Regions from separate parts of the Mus musculus genome. Here region 1 is linked to region 2. The links are chromatin contacts, called in public promoter capture Hi-C maps. All regions are on one chromosome and are shown on one strand. Each heading gives the region's core, a stretch centred on a gene start, on an enhancer-like site or on the middle of the called end of the contact. The rest is flanking DNA. Distances are from core to core; before and after follow the strand shown. Region 1 holds the start of Elob (elongin B). Region 2 holds the start of Zfp213 (zinc finger protein 213).

Evidence for each region. Capture Hi-C pulls out chosen DNA fragments and counts their contacts.
Region 1: a promoter capture Hi-C map of liver shows a contact between it and region 2. The contact joins the promoter of Elob here to the promoter of Zfp213 in region 2. A contact is called at or near these places in 4 of 39 promoter capture datasets (cranial neural crest, embryonic stem cells, hippocampal neurons and 1 more), 1 of 484 Hi-C or Micro-C datasets (uterus), 2 of 115 datasets of contacts at active chromatin or transcription factors (embryonic stem cells and pancreatic cancer cells) and 3 of 9 other capture datasets (adipose tissue, liver and pancreatic islet).

The regions. Positions count from the first base shown.
Region 1 is chr17:23,825,687-23,832,632 of GRCm38.p6, forward strand. It overlaps Elob (elongin B), which reads right to left and starts at 3,423. Exons shown (of 4, transcript NM_026305.2): 1 at 3,397-3,423; 2 at 3,158-3,292; 3 at 1,782-1,887. The coding sequence starts at 3,399.
Region 2 is chr17:23,562,722-23,569,296 of GRCm38.p6, forward strand. Zfp213 (zinc finger protein 213) reads right to left here and starts at 1,505. Exons shown (of 6, transcript NM_001033496.3): 1 at 1,248-1,505. It overlaps 6330415G19Rik (RIKEN cDNA 6330415G19 gene), which reads left to right. Exons shown (of 2, transcript NR_126484.1): 2 at 1,049-2,573.

The sequences.
Region 1 (6,946 bases), core at 2,173-4,672, 260 kb after region 2:
CACATTCCATTGGCCTGAGGGGTAATAAAGCCTCTGGTCCAGTCTTGCCCATATCTAATGCCATATCAGGAGTTGTGTGCCCTTAGCTTTGACATAACAACCTAACTTAGCTTACGCAGACAAGCTGTATTTTAGCCACAGGAACCCACGCAAAAGGGGATCTATCTGGCCCGTGTATCTTCACCAGCCCTATAAGTGCCTCATTGCTGACTCACAGGCTACTAGTTACCTTGGAGCAGATACCTCCCAGGATATTTATCGTGATAAAAGGATATTTGCAGCAAGCCCTTGGGGGGGGGGGGGCTATGGAGATGGAAATTCCAGGCTGGGTGGGGCAGGGACAATCGGCTATGCATAAGGATATATAGCTTGGTGAGCTGAGGTTTACTTTACAAAAACTAAAAAGGATAATTTACACTTCTATTTCTTTTCCCATCTTAGCCTCTTTCTAGAGTATGTATATGGGCTTTCATGTATGTATGTATGTGTGCCAATGAAGGCCAAAGGCACTGATTTTCTGGAACCGAAATGAACAGTTGTAAACTACCATGTGGGTACTGGGAACTGAACCCAGGTCCCCTGCAAGAGCCAGTATTCTTAATTGCTGAGCCATTTTTCTACATTTTATTCCCCATATACACAGTCCTTGGGGTTCACAGCTGTGAAAACAAGTCCGAGGACCATCCCTCTTTAAAATCTCAGAGGCAAATAATAAAATTATTAAATCTCTACCTGCCTCTCATTGCCTAGCTGTCCTGGAACTCCCTGTAGACCAGGCTGGCCTCAGCATAGGATTAAAGGCATGCACCATAGGTATAACATGATCTAACTTTCCCAAATCACTTGCTTCACTTGTCGTGTCTATCTGGCACAATCTGTCGGGGTGTGGTAGCACACACCTTTAGTCCCAGCACTCGGCAGGCGGATTTCTGAGTTCGAGACCAGCCTGGTCTACAGAGTGAGTTCCAGGACAGCCAGGGCTATAACAGAGAAACCTTGTCTCAAAAAAACAAAAACAAACAAACCCCAAACAAACAAAAAAGGTGATTTGCTAAATCTGGCATGGTATCTGTTCCAGCCAAGTAAGTGCATTATAGTCTGCCTGTCATCTATAGCACTTCATTGTCCTAGTTTCAAAATCTGCAAAGTGAAGACAATGGCCTCACAAGGCTACTATGAAAAAATTAGGCGGAGCTGGGTTCAGTGGGGAATATCTTTAATCCCAGCACTTGAGAGGCAGAGCAAATTACAGGTCAGCCAGGACTAAACTCTGGGTCTAAAAAACAGAAAACCAAACTATATAGATAAACTCTTTCTAGAAAACAAACAAAAAGATCAGGTGGAATAAGGCCATGGACTCAATAAATCCTGTTAAAAATGTGGGTGGTACCAGGAACCTACAAGTTACCTTTAATTTCCACACCTCTTGTTTATGTTTCAAGTTTTAAAAATTATGTGTATGGGCCCTTTGCATGTAAGTCTGCTCCAAGTACATGCCTGGTGCTCAAGAACACTAAAGAAGGCTTCAGTCCCCTGATGTACAATTACACTTCTGACCTAGAATGGAACCCAACTCCTCTGGAAGAGCTACCCTTAAATTGCTGAGCTATGTCTCCAGTCCCTATGCTTTGTTTTTTAACAAGGAAACAAATACTTCATGATCTTTGTGGACTGAAAAGGTATTCCCTAAAAGCTCAGAGGAGCAGTATAGGCTTCCAAAGTTGTTGTTCTTTGGATGTTACCAGATGCTAGCTACCATCCATCCAGGTTAGCCATCTTACCTGCTCGGAAGGCCAGGCCCACTGTGGCTGGGGCCTGTGGCCGTGCTGTCTGGCTAGTGAAGCCACACTCGCCCAGAGTTTTGCCATCATCAAGGAGCTGGTCATCCTGAAGAGAGAAGCAGGGTTTAGGGAGAGGTCCTAAGGTCCCAAAGACAGCCAACTTAGGTGAGGAACTTAGGAAGAGGCATCCCTAAGTATAAAACACATATTCCAGGACTATATCCAAGAATTTCCAGCTCTGACTGCACTGATGGCTTACAGCAGCTAAAAGCTCTGGCAGAGACTTCCAAGGGCATTTTCTAGCACCCATATAGATTGGTTCACAATTCCACTTCCATGAGATCTGATCCCTTTGGCCTCCAGAGCACCTGAGCACCTGGACTGTATGAGAGCAGGTATCACACACACAAAAATAAAACTCACAGGCCTCTGAATTCTGGCTTTTCCAAGCTCTCTAGATATATCTAATTCAAAAGGTAGTTGGAATTTTTTTTTTTTTTGAGAAAATATCTCAAACAGTATTTTGTTCTTGAAATTCTGATCCTCCTACATCTAGCTCCCAAACAGGATTATTGCCCAGTTTTTTCCGCCTGGTGATCTAACCTAGGCTTTCATACAGGTTATGTTAACACTAAACACAGCTGCACCCCTGAGTCCTATCAAGTTTTTCTCTCCACTCCCCACCTTTCTTTTAAAAATCAACCTTAACCTTAAAACGGGAATTATGAGGAGCATAGAAAGCAGCACTAAAAACACTATGTGGTTCCTAGACCAGCAGAGGGTCTTTCAAGAAAAAGATCAGTGGGTATCAGTGAGAAAAGCCCTTTAGAGACATGAATCCAGGCTCTAATCTGGAGTTACAGCTGGAATTAGCTCAATGTATTTAGATTACTGGCACGCTTCTGGGAAGCCTGACTCGGGATTGGGGCATGAGGACCCAACTCCGCAGGCTAGCTTATTCAAAACTGGAGCTGGCTTCTGGAGGTGAGCTTGAATGCCAAGTGTTTCTAGAACATCAGAAGACTGGCGAGGGTAAACACTGGCTGGGTGAATCACTGGTGGGATCTTGACCTATCTTCTAAACAACACTTGCATTCCTCGAGTTCCACCCCACCCTGTGACAGTGGGATTCCGGTGGGCTCCCGACAGGCCGAAGGTGGCTAGCCAGGAACAAACCCTGGCTCTGCCACGACCTTCGGCTGCGTAAGATTATCGAGGCCTCGGTTTCCCCAACCGCTGAGCAAGACGGCCTGGCAGGGCGGGGCGGCTGCCGGGAGACCTGATGCTGCCGGCTCTTCAGCACGATCAAGAGACCTCCTTGTTAAGTGTCCTGTCTGGACCCCCGCGCGCGCAACCGCCACGCCCGCTCGTCGCACCTTGTAAAGCCGCTGCTCCTCTGGCGGCCGCTTGAGGATGCCCTCGACGATGCGCTTCAGTTCGAACACGGTGCTCGACTCCTTGGCGTCCGTAAAGATGGTGGTCTTGTGGCGCCGGATCATGAGAAACACGTCCTGAGGACGGCGGGCCCGCGTCAGCGCTAGCCCGCGGCCCCCGGCGTGGCCCCGGAGCCCCCGCCGCCCCCGGCCCCGCGCCCCTCCCCCCCGCGCCCGCTCACCATCCCGGCGGCTGCTTCTGGCTCGACGCGCCGGCGCGGCCGCGCTCCGCCCCTTCCCGGCAGCCCAAGCGCGACCCAGCGTGCTCTGCGCGGCCCCGCCCGCCCCGCCCCCTATCCTGCAGCCCCTCCCACGCCGTTGCGGCCATCTTAAGCGATCCGGAAGCCACTTCCTGTGCTTGGCCGCCATCTCGGTGTCTGGGTTATAGGTGGTTATATATTGAGCCCGTCTCGGATCCGTGGTGCAAGCTGGGCTTGCTTTGGGGCGTAGAGAGTGAGTCACGGAGAGCTACTCATGCATATCTGCCATGAACAATTTTATATGAGTGTTTTATCTGCATTTATGCCTATGCAACTGTTACATGCAATGCTTGGGAAGGCCAGAAGAGGGCCGTCGGGTCCTCTGGTCGTGTGGGGTGCAGGAAATCGAACCTAGCTAACTCCTCGAAGAACAGCCAGTCCTCATAATCATCGAGCCATCTCTCCAGCCCACGTTTATTTATGGGTCAAGCTCTTGCAGGGAATGTGAGGGGTAACTTTACAGCCATTTTGAGACGATGTACAATTTTGGATCTAAGATCACCACTGTGTATTCTCCTCATCCAGCTCTAGGCTTGGGTCTAAGGGTTTGTTAAATCCAATTCAGCCATGCTTTGTGGCCTCTTAGGAGCTAGAGAAACTATTGCTCTTCGAGACTTCTGCTGTAGTTATTAGGGTCCACTCTAGCTAGACTTGGCCACCTGGTCCCAGTACACCAACTAAAAAGTGTTAATAGTGAAAAGCATTGATAGGTTTACTTAATGTGGCCATAAGAAGAGGTCCAGTGACTTTCCCAAGTCGACTGTGGAGTTTGTTTAAACTGAAATGGAACAAATGAGTAGTGTTAGGCAAGGTATGGCCCATCATTTGACTGTCCTACAAGATGGCCTGATGAGCTGTGACATCTGTTTCAGGTCAAACCCTTCCTTATTCCAACATGAGATTCCTGGGGAAATCCTGATTACTTGGAGACCATTGTTTTTAACAGCCTTGAGAAGGCTAGGCTGACTTCACGACAGACTTCAAATTGGCAGTTAAGGACACTAGGCCTAAAAACTGGGCAAGTCCAGGGAAGTCAATTGATGATTTAAAAAAACAAAACAAAACAAAACCCTAGGCTCCAGCCTTCATGTCCAGGTAATGGACTGTCCCAACTACCTCGTCTGATGCAAGGACAGTGGGTCAGCAGCAGTTTCCAGACATCCTCAGCTACTTAGTAACAGTTCCCAGACCTCCCCAGCAAGTTTCTAGTCCCCACACCATGTTAATAGAATTCTGTAGAGATGTGCACAACAGATTAACATAGAGGTCACCTACACTGGAATTCTCTAATGTGCTTTAAATCAGGCCTGAAAGCTCACTTGGGTGTCTCTATCTTGGTAATAGGAGACCCCAGCATGCTGGACTTGTGCAGCTTAAAACATTCTTTGCATTTACATACTATTTGAGTCTGGGGTATCATTCTTTGGAGAATCATGTATCCTTACAGACTGATAGTCAAAGAGGGGTGGGGAACAAAAGGACAGTGGCTCTTTGGATTATCTTCATTCCTTTTACTATCTCTGGTACATTTCCTGGGACTGAAGAAGACAGGATATTGTCCTCTCCCTCCAGGAACCTGGGTCAACAGCTCACCTTCCGTCCTAGATTCAGTTCCCAGAAAGGTCTGTAGGCTTGATTTTTCAGACCCTTCGAACACTGATTTGTGCCATCCTAAATTATAAGACCAAAGGCCCTCTCAGCTTCTCTGCCAGTGGTGGGCAACCATCAGAGTTTCAGACAAGGCTAATGGGTGGCCCTAAGTTGTAGGATCTGGGAGAATTGTCTGTCTGAGCTTGTTAGGGAAATAGGAACAAAGTGCTAACTAGCTCTGTTTGGAGCAAGTTTTCCTGATACTCTTAAGCCAGGCTGGCCTTGAACTCAGTAGCCACCATACCTACCTAGAGTGAGCTTTCCTCATTTTAATCATATTACAATACTAAATTCTCTGCTAGAGACATTCCCACCCTATTTAAACATTTTTATTTTTAATTATATGTTTGTGTGGGGTCTGTACATGTGAGTGTCGTGCCTGGGAGGCCAGGGGTTCCCTGTAGCTGGAGTTACAGGTGGTTGTGGACTGACGGCCATGGGTGGTAGGAATTGAACTCAGGTCCTCTGCAGAGCAGTATGTACTGTTTTAACCAATGGGTTCCTACTTAATTATTTTGGTGGCCTGGGCTGGCCTTGAGGTCTCAATTTTTCTACTGCCAACCTCCTGACTGAGTGCTAGGATCATAGGTATATACCACAATTTCCTGTTTTTTTTTTTTTTTTTTTTTTTGTTGTGTGGGTTTTTTTTTGTTTTTTTTTTTTTTGAGACAAGATCTCACTATGTAGTCCTGGCTGACTTGGAACTCCCCATATAGTATAAACTGGCCTTGAGTTTTCAAGATGTACAGAAATTTTTTCCCCACCCATTCTATGTTTTAAACCTGCATTGGGACTGAAAAGATGCTTGGGACCCCACAATCACAGAAATGACTGTTCTTATAGAGTTAGTTCCCAGTGTTCGCAGCAGATGGCTAACAACTGCTTGCAACTTCAGCTGGAGGGGATGTGACAGTGCTGGCTTCTGTGGGCACCTGCACTCATGTGCACAGAGATAGAGGCACACTTGGACACATAATTACAAAGAACACCAGGAGCACAGCTTTAATCTCAGTACTTGGGAGGCAGGGGGAGTTGAGTCTCTCTCTGTGAGTTCAAGGCTAGCCTGGTCTACATAGTTCCAGGCCAGCTAAGGTGACAAAGTAAGACATTGTCTCAAAGTTTTTTTCTTTCAAAAAGTGCCGCGGTGAGGCATGATATCAGACTGTCCATATGCAAGAACGCATCTTTTCCTGTGATGGCAAGTCTTTCTGATGTTAACTTTGGTGAGTCTTCCAATAAATTCCTCTTTCTCTTTTTTTCTGTGAGACTGTCTGTCTAAGGGAAGCTCTCTAGGGCTCTCATCTGCTATAAGCAATCAAGGTCACTCATTTCCTGGCTTGATTCACTTACTATGTGAACCCACCATGCTGCTGCCCTGGCTCGCATTAGCCTCGTGCCTGACTTGCTCCTGAGGTGACCCTGCAGCTCCGGGCAGTTAACCTCCTCCAGGCCTAATTTTCCTTAATGAGTGACTGGGGGCTGGTGAGACAATCTACAAAAGGGCTAAGAAGGCCGACAAAGTGGAGAAAACAATGGGACACCCTGAAAAGCAGGCTGTTTAGGAATGAACCCCGGGCTACACCCTGCCAGCTGTGACTAGACTCAGGTGTGAATTTGGGCACCACTTTTCTCACTTGGCAAATAGGAAAACCAAGTCTTTAATGAAGTGGTACAGTGATCCTACTCCATCGCCTCATTCAAGCACATATCACACGAGCTGTGGTGTTGTTAACTGATCCTAGTCTCTGCTTCTAGAATCTCTTTGGCTACCTGGTCAGTCATACCTAAGAATTACTGGGCTGTCTGTCCCGAGGTAGTTCTC
Region 2 (6,575 bases), core at 255-2,754:
ATAACTCTACAGAAACCACTTTAAATCACTGAGCTGTTCTAGTTTTGTTTTTCAAGACAAGGTTTCTCTGTGTAGCAAGGAACTCACTTGTAGACCAGGCTGGCCCCAAACTCAGAAATGCTCTTGCCTCTGCCTCCCAACTGCTGGGGGGGCCCATGCCACCACTTGAGCTATTTTTAAGTATGTTTTTAAGTAGACATACTTCAGTTGTAAAATTTCACTGGGCACAGCAGCGCATGCATAGTGGTACATGTCTAATCCAAGAACTGTAGGGACCAAGGCAGGAGTGGCCAGAGTTAGAATCAGTCTGAGCTATAGAGTAACAATGTCTTTTAAAAATTATAATTATCGTGTTTAATTATAAATGTAGTCTTAAGTCCCTCTACTGATGGGCCATACTGTTATTTTTCTCAAATTTGAAAACTCACAAATTTATGGGGCTGGATAGATGGCTCAGTGGTTAAGAGTATGTCTTTGTCTTGTCAAGGCCCCAGACTCAATTTCCAGCATCCACATAGAGGCTCACAACCATCTGTAATTCCAGTTCTGAGGTATCTGACAGCCTCTGTTGGCCCTTCTTGAACACTACATACATGTGGTACACTTACATACATGAAAGCCAACACTTAAGACATATAAAAATCTTTGTTTTTTGTTTTTTTTTTAATAAAAAGCTTACAAATTCCAGAAACACCTTACTCCAATTAAGGGGCAGATGGGTAGGAGGCCTCATGAACACCATTTATTCACAACTATATATGAATGTATGGCAAGTATTTGTATTTTATGTTGTTATTACTTCACATACTCTCATACGTGTGACTTGAATTTTTCTCTTTTATTTCAACAGTCTAATTAGCATGAACATCATAAATTAAAGAACGGGAGGGAAGTGTTAATATAACAATGTTTCTTTTTGATTCACTGACAATCTGATATATGACGGTGACATATTTTTTTACTGAAAATAGTTATCTCCAGAATCTACAAGCACGGGATGTGTGTTTTACATAAATGAGATCTTATGAGCAAACCATTTTTCACCTAGCAACGTTTCTTCGAAAGTGAACCTATACGCTTCCGTGGCACGGGGTACTTCAGTTTCTCAACCAACCCAAGTGATGCATACGGGCGGTTTCCATTTCTTCTCCACTACCACAAGCACTTCGTTTACGCTTCTCTTCTCGAGCCTTCTGCCTTATCCTCCAGTGACCGAGGAGGTGTCCTCAGGGAGGGCCCGGACTCACCAGGGTCGCTCGGCAGGACGTGGGAAATGGGGACGGTCCCCAGCAGCCTGGTGAGGGTGGCCGGGCTCCGCGTGGCAGACCCGGAGAACCCGGAGGCGCCGGCAGCCCGCGCTGCTCCCAGGAACTTGTCCTCTCCCGCAGGCGCCTCGAGCGCCGAATCCGCAGGATCCGGTCTGCGCAACGCGCCGGTCCCGCCCCCAGGACACACCGCCCAGAGCCGCGCGGGAGCTCGGCGCTTCCCCAGCAGCGCCCGGGGCAGGAAGCTCGCGCGGGGGGCGCTGGGAAACCAGCTGGCGCATGCGCGGGGATAAGCATTTGGCGCTTGTACTATCCAGAATGTCGGAGATGGGCAGCCAATGAACAGGGAGGATTCTCACGACTAAGCCGATCTGACACCCTGGAGCTAGAGATTTGGAAGAAGTCTCATTTTCGCTTTCTGGGTCGCACTATACCTAAGTCGGATGCTTGGGAGGTCTCGGGGCTTCCTGGAAAGTGCAGTCTAATTCGAGCGGAGCCTCCATCATGGTCAGTACCTCCTGCCCTCCTATCAGCAGCTACATCTGTACTGAGCTGAGGAACAGGAGTCCTGATGCCTAGGGACACTGAACAGGAGGCCCACCTCTGCCCGGGCATGTGTTAAGCATTACTGTAGTTTGTTAAAGTCACTATTGGTGTTAATGGTAAATTACCTTTATATTGTAAACATACTTTCCTATAAAATAGACAAAACCAGAACGGGGCAATTTGACTCTGTGTGGCAACTGTCGGACTCTCCCTTGTTTCCCTTGCTGCCTTGAGCAAAAGAACTGTTAGTCAAACAGCCAGCCGGACTGACCTCATGCCAGCACCAGCTATCTGAAACACTCAATGGACACCTTTCGAGAACTACACATTGATCAAAGCTGATTGTCCCTGCAGCTTCAGGCAGGGCTGTTTTGAGACAGGCTTCAGTTCTTGCTGCCACAAGCCTCTGGATTCTAGATACCCTGAAACCATGTCCACGTAGACTACAGAGGGTACATTTCCTTCTGTAATTGATTGCTAAAAGGCAAGGTTGTAGTTGTCTAAACCCTGCTTCGCAGGATGCCTCCTGAATGCACATCAGGCTGCGAGATTCTTGTACTGTACTGTCTTTCCTGATGTTGCTGTATCAGACCAGGTGATACAGTGGAGTAGTGAAGGCTGTATTTCACGTCATGCACCCCAGATCTACTTATCTCTCTGGCCTCATATCCTTCCTTGCCTTTGCAACCTCCCCACCCCTGAAATAAAACACACAATCAACAAAGAAAGAAAACATCTCACTGCCGTGGAAGCTGTAGTATATCACAGTGTCCTGTGTTTTTTTTCTTTTAAAAACTTTTTATGATATAAGTATTTCACCTGCATGTGTGCATATGTACAGCATTCATCCCTGGTGCCTCTGGAGGTCAGAAGAGGGCATTAGATCCCCTCGAGTTACAGAGGGTTGTGACATCACCATGTAGGTGATGGAAGACAAACTCTGGTTGTCTTTTGTGTAAGCCTAAAGTACATGTGTGGGGGGTAATAAGTATGCATACATATTCAAGTTGCATATCCTCCTATCCCACGCCGATATCTGGTTACTTATGACTAAAGGAGGCTCTGTAACTAATGCAAACCACTCTTGTCAAGCTGTCACAGGAACTTCACCTCGGTTGGGTGAAACTCCTATCTCTGGCTCTTTTCAGGCTATGAGCGACCTCTCCTCATCCCACCTTTTGGGCTCATGTATGGATGTCTGGTCCCAACTTCTGGTCTTCTACCTAAATGCTCTCCCCTACCAGACCATCTACTCACCCCATTACTTTGCCACCTCCACTCCTATGAAACTTTGCTGACTACCATCTACCACAGCCACACACTGTCCACTGCCTGTCAACTTTGGAGATCAAGTTCTTCTATCCCCTCCAGACCATCAGTCCTCACCCCTCTCTCCTAAATGGCAGGGCCCTTTCAAGGTAATTCTCATGGCCCCTACAGTTGCCAAATTCTAGGGTCTCTCTCATTGGATCCACCTGTCTCACCTCAAACCTTTCACCCCTTCATCTAAAAATGACTTCTTCCTAAGACCCTAACAGGGTCGTGCTCTCTTAAGCTGCAGAAGACATGGAGACCACCTACCTTGTTCCCAAGTCCAGAAAATGAGACTCCATGCTGGCAGCTACACTCTACCTCCTGGATTAGACGTGGGTTTCTCATCCTCCCCCTACTGTTTGTTTCTACCCAGGGCAGCCCTTACATCTGGAGATTTGAGGTTCAAGAAACCCCCACTGATAATAAACAGTCTTTACAAATAGGGTCAGGAAACTGCTCCATAGCCGGATGCCAGGAACCGATCCAAATTGCTGTCATCCCTGTATCTGTTATCCCATCTAAATATTATGATCTCTTTGCTTGCTTTCTCTTTGACCAGACAAAAGATGATTGTAAAAGATGGCCAGGGGCTGGGCGTGGTGGTGCACGCCTTTAATCCCAGCAGTTGGGAGGCAGAGGCAGGCAGATTTCTGAGTTCGAGGCCAGCCTGGTCTACAGAGTGAGTTCCAGGGCAGCCAGAGCTATATAGAGAAACCCTGTCTCAAAAAAAAAAAATGGCCAGATGAATATAGGGACTGTCCATATTGGTCTTGCCAGCTACATATGTTAGGATCATGGACCGATCACTTCTTCTATCATCAAGCAAGACCTCTTCTTCTATATACAAGACCCATGGAATCTCAGGTGGGAAACAGGAGTTGTTGGTAAGCTCTGCTGTAAAAACCAAGCCAGGTCCTCAGTAAGTACTATCCACATCCAGAGAAAATATGCCTCAATTGCCCAACCTCTAGATATTAGAAAAGTAGGCGAAGTAATCCAACACTCCTCCGAGGTCCTTACCTCCTTGATATCCCCCTCATAAATGGCACTAACTTGTCATTTTGCCTTTTGCTTCAGAACTTGACCTCGGCATACCAACTCCTTAATGTCACCAGGCCTAGATGCTTCAAAGATTGCTGGTTATGCGTCGTACCCCTGGAGCTAACTCACAATTGCCACCTACAGCCTCTCTGGTGACACTGCAGAGTAACCTTACCTCACCTTCTGTCAGCTGCCCTGACTCTGATGTTGCCATGACTCCATACCTTTCCTCTATTCCTCTCTTTGGTGTGGCAAACTGTTTTAAGATCTCCAGGACAGATTCTGCAGGAACTCTAAGCTCCCTAGACCGCAATAGAACCACAACCCTTGACACCTCATCTCTGCCACAATGCCCTGCAGTCCAAAACATGTCAATTCTCTGTGGCACTCAGGCCACACCTACTGGCCAGCTGATCAGGAGTTTGCACTGAATCAGGAGTAATCCTGGGAAATGAGCCCCTGCCAATCCCAGTTATAGATATCATAGCTGTTCAACATAAGTGGGCAGTTCAGGTTGTGCCACTCTTGGTCGCTACAAGAATAGCCATAGGTGCTGGTACTGGAATTTCAGGGATAATGACTTCCATAAACCAATATGATAAATTCACTTCCAAGTTTAGCACCGGTTTTCAAAAAATGTCTGAAACCATGCTTACCATCCAGAAACAGATCTATTCTTTGGCAGCCATGGTACTTCAGAACTGACGGGAGCTAGATGCCCTGACAGCTAAAGAAAGTGGTCTTTGCCTGTTCCTCCAAGAAGAATGCTGTTTCTATGTCAACCATTCTGGGATAGTGAGAAATAAAATCCAGGTCATGCAGAATTTCTGGGAACATGAGGCATCTGATTCCTGGATTTTCAAAACCCCTATATGGAAGTGGATATGCCCTTTCTTAACACCTCTCCTAGTCATTTTCCTGGCATTATTATTTGCTCCCTGCCTTAATAATCTTGTTTATACATTCCTTCAATGACAAATACAAAAAAATTCTAACTGTACTGGATGGTTTTGTGTGTCTACTTGACACAGGCTGGAGTTATCACAGAGAAAGGAGCTTTACTTTGGGAAGGGCCTCCACAAGATCCAGCTGTAAGGCATTTTCTCAATTAGTGATCAAGGGGGTAGGGCCCATGGTGGGTGGTACCATCTCTGGGCTGGTAGTCTTGGATTCTATAAGAAAGCAAGCTGAGCAATCTAGGGGAAGCAAGCCAGTAAGAAACATCCCTCCATGGCCTCTACATCAGCTCCTGCTTTCTGACCTGCTTGAGTTCCAGTCCTGACTTCCTTTAGTGATGAACAACAACATGGAAGTGTAAGCTGAATAAACCCTTTCCTCCCCAACTTACTTCTTGATCATGATGTTTGTGCAGGAATAGAAACCCTGACTAAGACACTAACCAAACTATTAATCAGATCCTGTTAATGATGTGAACATTTACCGAGTGGACCCCGATGGTGAAAGTCAGCTACACCCTGAAATTGACAATGCCCCTAGACAGCAGGAAGCTGTTTAAGAGATCCAATACCCCTACTCTCCTTTCAGCATCAGCTTCTCACTCCCCACCCCCCCACCCCCGCTTTTTTTCTTCTCTTTATGATAAAGAAAAGGGAGGCATGTTGGCATCAGAAGTGAGCTTCTGAATCCAGTGATGATGTCATCCATAGGCGACAGGGACCCAGTCTGTTGCCATGGCAACCGCAATCCATTCGCCTGCCTGCCCTCACCTGCACCATTGGTGCATCCTGTTACATCACGGCCTAAATAAAAGGCAGAGCCCTCTGACCTTCTTCTCTCTTTCCTTCTTCATCACCCCTTTTGTCTCCCCTCCCCCCACCCCAATAAACCTCTCTCCCATGGAACTGTGCTGGCTTGGTGTGATCTGATAACCACCATTTTAACACAACATACTTGTGTTTGCATGTGTGAGTGTGTTTGTGTGTGTGAGTGTAGGCCAAAGGTCAATATTGTGTCTTCCTAATATTCTCTGTTTGTTTGTTTGGTCTGTTTTGAAACAGGGTCTTACTATACTACTCTCTATATACAGCAGTGCATATAGATACAGCAGTGTAGTACAGAAACAGGAAAAGTTCACCCTAATGGCCCAAGCCTACAGGTGAGGCAGCACTAGTTACCCAATACCCACTACTTCCATGGCACACACTTGTAGTGTTGAACAAGAAACCTTGAAGTTAGGTCTTCCTACACCTTTAAGGTGGAGGGAAACAAATACAACACACCACGAACCCTGAGCATATTCCCTGAGCATCTCTTCAGGCGTTTTGTGTAGATTCTTTCCTCAGAGCCGGACACACACACAATAGTATGATGCTGTCTATACAGAAAAGAAAATCACGGCAGAGAGGTAAAGTGTGGTGTCCAAGACTATGCAGCCAGTGGGGCTGGCAA